Linked DNA regions of Sus scrofa: region 1 is linked to region 2. The links are chromatin contacts, called in public HiChIP or PLAC-seq maps. All regions are on one chromosome and are shown on one strand. Each heading gives the region's core, a stretch centred on a gene start, on an enhancer-like site or on the middle of the called end of the contact. The rest is flanking DNA. Distances are from core to core; before and after follow the strand shown. Region 1 holds the start of TMEM232 (transmembrane protein 232). Region 2 holds the start of FBXL17 (F-box/LRR-repeat protein 17).

What was found. HiChIP or PLAC-seq counts read pairs in DNA pulled down with a chosen protein or histone mark.
Region 1: a contact with region 2 is called in an H3K27ac HiChIP or PLAC-seq map of skeletal muscle, with 8 times the contacts expected there. The contact joins the promoter of TMEM232 here to the promoter of FBXL17 in region 2. A contact is called at or near these places in 1 of 5 promoter capture datasets (liver) and 2 of 2 datasets of contacts at active chromatin or transcription factors (alveolar macrophages and skeletal muscle).

The regions. Positions count from the first base shown.
Region 1 is chr2:115,522,354-115,525,053 of Sscrofa11.1, forward strand. TMEM232 (transmembrane protein 232) reads right to left here and starts at 1,322. Exons shown (of 14, transcript XM_005661576.3): 1 at 1,219-1,322.
Region 2 is chr2:113,479,123-113,481,969 of Sscrofa11.1, forward strand. It overlaps FBXL17 (F-box/LRR-repeat protein 17), which reads right to left and starts at 1,442. Exons shown (of 10, transcript XM_003123817.6): 1 at 428-1,442; 2 at 97-425. The coding sequence starts at 1,088.

The DNA of each region.
Region 1 (2,700 bases), core at 72-2,571, 2.0 Mb after region 2:
AGAAATTGTTTTTAAGTTTTAACATTAATCCCTAGTGTATTTTTTTAAGTTCAAACAAAGTTGGAAAGGTATGCTTTAAAAAACAATTTCTGAGAACTAGGCAATATTAAAATTATAGTAAGCCTTTGGATAGGTAACAAACTGGTGAAAACAAGATTTTGAATCTAACCTTAAGGAAAGAGTAGTTTAATTGACCAAAAACAACCAAGAAGCTAGATCCATTTAGATATATTGACGAGATAAGGTAAAGAAGGGATCCCACCACTTCACCTCTTCCTAGACATTTTTCCAATCAACAACTTGTGCCCTTTTCTCAAGATTAATTACCTTTCTAAAAATCCATTTATTTCACATCTTCAAAGATCCTCCACCCACTCCCACCCCCACTGTCCACCTCTCCAAATGTTTGGACTTATTTGAAGTCCAAAAAAATCTGAGGAGGGCTGGGGAAATGGGGCGGGCAGGTGGGGGGGGGGGGAGGGTGCAATTTCATCAAATATAGAAGGACTTGAGGAGTTCCCCGTCGTGGCTCAGTGGTGAATGAATCCTACTAAGAACCATGAGGTTTCGCGTTCCCCCCTGGCCTGCTCGGTGGGTTAAGGATCCCCCGTTGCTGTGAGCTGTGTTGTAGGTAGAAGATGCGGCTCAGATTCAGCTTTGCTGTGGCTCTGGCGTAGGCCGGTCGCTACAGCTCCGATTAGACCCCTAGCCTGGGAACCTCCATATGCTACGGGTGCGACTCTAGAAAAATACCAAAAAAAAAAAAAAAAAAAAAAAAAGGACTTGAAAACTATTCAATGAGCAAGTGGGATTCTGAATTAAGGGTTACCAGAGAACGTCTGGGTCTAAAGAAGATTAAAAGAATTCCCCCACTGATAGCAGTGGGAAAGTTTCTCCACCTCCTTTAGTCTCCCTGGCAAAGAGTTATTTCCCTATCAAATAAATGAAACTGGTGGCTGATCCCCCACCTTCTCACTCAAGCCTCCGCTGGAGTGTTTGCAAGGAGACCGCCTAGATTCTTAAGGGAGGCCTGCATGTCGCGCCTGGGCTGGGGGCGCAAGTGAGTAGTAAAGGCGTCTTCCAACAGCAAGAGCTACAGAACCGTAAGAAAGAAGACTCGGTGCACCCATTTGTGGTCTCCCGGTCGCCCCGGGATGGTAAACGTGGCAATAACCTTAGCTCTCAAGTCGTCAGAAGCCGGACAGGGCAGTCACTCACCACAGCGCTCCAAGTCGCTGGGGGCCGGCACTGGTTGCTAAGGACGCTGTGGGAGGCGCTCTCAGAGTTGGAAGGTTGCTCTTTTAAGACTCTCCTGACCAGCGCTTAGCCAATCAGGACGTGTGAATGCAATTCGACTCCCCACCTCCCTCCGCCACAGTTATGCTCGCATTTATTTTTTGCTGCGGAGGAGAGGCAAGTCTTTGCAGCAAAAAATAAAATCATTTAAAAAATCTAAATTTAAAAATAAAAGCACTCTATAGGAGGGTAACTATGGCTTTTAATCAAAATGCTATTCCTAAATCCTTTTTACATAGAACGCCAGACCCAGACCCGCTGGTGTCCTTCTCAGTTAGGTTAGCGCATAAGCAAAGCCATCCAGGGTGTTCTATATGTACTAACCACAAGAGGGCGAATTTAAACACAGAGTGATGCCTAATTTTAAAGGTAGAGGCCAAGGAAATTATCTAACTTAAATCCTTACAATATTTCTATGTCTACTAACGGGCAAGCAACTTTAAAAGCTCACAAGGGTTTGGAGTTCCCATCGTGGCTCAGTGGTTAACGAATCTGACTAGGAACCATGAGGTTGCAGGTTCGGTCCCTGGCCTTGCCTAGTGGGTTAAGGATCCGGCATTGCCGTGAGCTGTGGTGTAGGTTGCAGACGAGGCTCGGTCCTGCATTGCAGTGGCTCTGGCATAGGCCGGTGGCTACAGCTCCATTCGACCCCTAGCCTGGGAACCTCCATATGCCGCAGGAGTGGCCCAAGAAATGGCAAAAAGACAATAAATAAATAAATAAAAGTTCACAAGGGTTTTACTGAGAGCAATTCCAATTCAATTCAAAAGTAATGAGCAGGGATTGTCCTGGTGGAACAAACTGCCTTAAAAAAATTTAAAACTTCTATGCCACTCCTGAGCATCTATCCAGAGAAAACCACGACTTGCAAAGACACATGTACTCCGATGTTCATTGCAGCAATTTTACAATAGCCAAGACATGAAACAACCTAAATGTCCATTAACAGAGGAGTGGATCCAGAAGATGTGGTACATATACACAATGGAATATTACTCAGCCATTAAAAAGAATGAAATATTGGCATTTTTAGCAACATGGATGGACCTAGAAACTATCATGCCAAGTGAAGTCAGCCATACAATGAGACACCACCATCAAATGCTTTCACTGACATGTGGAATCTGAAAAAAGGACAGACTGAACTTCTTTGCAGAACAGATGCTGACTCACATTCATTGAAAAACTTATGATCTCCAAGAGGAGACAGTTTTGTGCTTGGGCTGTGGGATGGAAATCCCGTGAAATCAGATTGTTATGATCATTATACAACTACAGATGTGATAAATTCATTTGAGTAATAAAAAAAGTAAAAAAAAATTTAAAACTTCTAAAGAGAATTTAACTAATCCTGATGAACTACATCAATCCTGAATTGTTTGTTCATAATAGGCACCGAAATAA
Region 2 (2,847 bases), core at 192-2,691:
CTCCTCCGCGCTTAGAGGGAGGAGAAAGAAAACCTCCCAGGCGGGGGCCGGGGTTGGGGGAAAGCGCGCATCCCTGCGCCACTCGCCCAGACCCACCTTGAGCAGGATGGATGGCGGCAGCTGGTTGATGTCTGGGGTTTCCGAGGGTGGCTCCCTATGACAGTCGCAGGGGTTTTCGGGGGGTTCCTGACAGTCCGCGTCGCCGCATTCGTGCTGCTGCTGGGCAGGCAAGGGGGCGGTGCCCCCCGCTCGGACCGAGTCCCCGCTGGCCTCTGTGGGGGCACTTTCCGAAGTGGGAGAGGAGCGCGGGGGGCAGAGAGGCTGCGGTTGCTGCTCCGGGCCCTGGCAGCAGCCGGCGTCGGGGGGCCGAGGCGGCGAGGCGCCTCCTCCCGTAGGGCCTCCGCCGCTGCCGCCGCCGCCGCAGGCCCCCCGCCGCAGCGGGGCTGCTTACAAGGGGTGCAGGCGGGGACCCCGGCCCCCTTCCGCTTGCACACCATCTCGGGGGGCGTGGGGGGCTCGGCTGGCGGTGGCGGAGGCGGCGTCGGTCCCCGGAAGAGCTGCAGGGCTGCAGGCGGCCCCAGGAAGCGCACGGGCCCCACGCTGGCCAAGAAGAGGCTCCGGCCCTGCTGTTCCCAGGCGGCGGCCGCGGCTAGCCCCAGCTCTTTGCAGCAGGAGGCGGGCGACGAGGCCGAAGCGGCGGCGGCAGCGGCGGCGGCGGCCGAGGATAGCAGGAAACGGCGGGCGGCGGCAGCGCAGTCCTCCGCGGCCAGGGCCGCGTAGCGCCGCGCCAGGTGCTGCGAGGAGGCGGCCGCGGCGTAGGCCCCGTCCCGCGGCGGCGGCGAGAGCGGCGGCTCCTCCTCTAGGCCGGCGGGGGCGGGCGCGCCGGGGCTGTGCACGATGAAGCAAAGCATGCAGGGCCCGCGGAAGAAGCAGTCCCGGCTCCGGGGCGCCGCCGGCTGCGGGGGCGCCTTGGCCGGGGTCCGGCGGGGTAGCCTGAGGAGAGGGCGACGGCGGCGGCACCAGCTGCAACAGCGAGGCCTCTTCTGGCTCGGGCGGTTACGCGGCTCCCTCGAGAGAAGGTGGCCCATATAGAAGGCCCCGAGGAGGGGGACCGGGACAGGGAAGGAGGGAGGCCCGGAGAGCCGGGCTCCCGGCAGCGGGGCAGGCCGCTCGCTGGCTCGGCCTTGGGCCCGCGGCGGGGTCGCCTGCCCTGCGCACACACACGCACACACAGGCACACACACGACGGTGGGCGGGGGGGGCGTCAGCTGCGGGCAGCCCGGCGCCCGATTGGGGCTACATGCTTTGCCCCGGGAAGACGGGAGAACGATAGGCGCGAGCTTTGGGGACGCGGCGGAGAGAGCGAGCCTCTCAGCTAGGTGACCAGTCCGAGCCTGGCCCGCCGGCTCAGTCAGTCATTGCGGCGGCTGGGGGAACGCGGGGGTCCTGCTAGGACCATTTTAACTGCGGCTCCGCCGGCCGCGCGCGCGCCCGCGACACAGCTCCGAGCCGCAGGAGCGCGCGGCCCGCTGGAGGAGGGGGCGGAGCCGCGGCGGCAGCGCGCTCGGGGCGGGGGCACGAGCGCTCGGCTGCTCACCCGGGACGGCCGCTAGGCAGGGACTGCTGGGAAGCGGGCCGGCGAGGTTGCGGGGCTCGCAGGGAGGAGCTAGCGCCCCTCCCTTCCGTCGCCCCAGGCTTTGCAGAGCCCACGCCCCTTTTGCGGGGCGGGAGGAGACGCTTCCGAGCCAGCTGTGTGACATCCGTCGGCACAGCAGCGCTGACGTCTGTAGGTGTAAGTTGAAGAACTGCCATTGGCCGGGAGGCGTTTGGCTCTCGTCACCCCCACCTCCGGACTTGAAGACCAGGACCTCTAAGGAGGTGTAAACTGGGTTCCACCGGAAGGCCGACCTGGGTCCCAGCCGACCCCTTCTGGTGGAATGACAGATGCGCACCTCTGGTCTGTTGCGGACCCCTGTTCTCACGTGAGGGGCGCACTGGTAGTGCAGCACCGCAGTGTTTCTCCATTTGTTTTAATACTTGTTGCTGGTGGGAGTTCTCGTCGTGGCTCAGTGGTTAACGAATCCGACTAGGAACCAGGAGGTTGCGGGTTCGATCCCTGGCTTTGCTCAGTGGGTTAAGGATCATCCTGCGTTGCCGTGAGTTGTGGAGTAGGTCGCAGATGCGGCTCAGATCTGGTGTTGCTGTGGCTCTGGTGTAGGCTGGCAGCAACACCTCTGATTAAACCCCTAGCCTGGGAACCTCCATAGGCGGCAGGTGCGGCCCTAGAAAAGACAAAAAAATAATTAAAATTAAATAAAATACTTGTTGCTTGTGATGACTACTGACTTTCCAAAATTCTATTTCAAGATGAAAGCATATATCAAATTATCTATACACAGTTTCTAAACCCAGTGAGTCATTCAACATCCCAGACTGCAAGTTATAGATGAATTTATAATCTGCGCCCTTGGAGTCCCAGCTATTCATCCATCATATACAGTACTTCAAAAATGGTTATGCAGTACCTGCTGTGCGATAAACAGTTCTAGGCAGACTTTGGAGACCCAGATGAGTAAGAGGAAATAGGTTTTGCAGGCAACCCTTTAGAAGGTGTCACTAAAATGTGACCAGAGAGATATGGCAATAACTAGAGCAGTACCTGGTGTTGAGGGGTTAGTTTTCACAAGGGAAAAATTGGAAATGCTGATGGGAATGAGCCAGAATAAGGGAGGAGGTAGGGAAATGAGAAGAGATCATATGAAACGAATGTTGAGAAGACAGAATGTTGATTACCTTGGGATAGATGCTGTCTTTGCTGTGATCAGAAGGAAAGGGAAAAGGATAAAT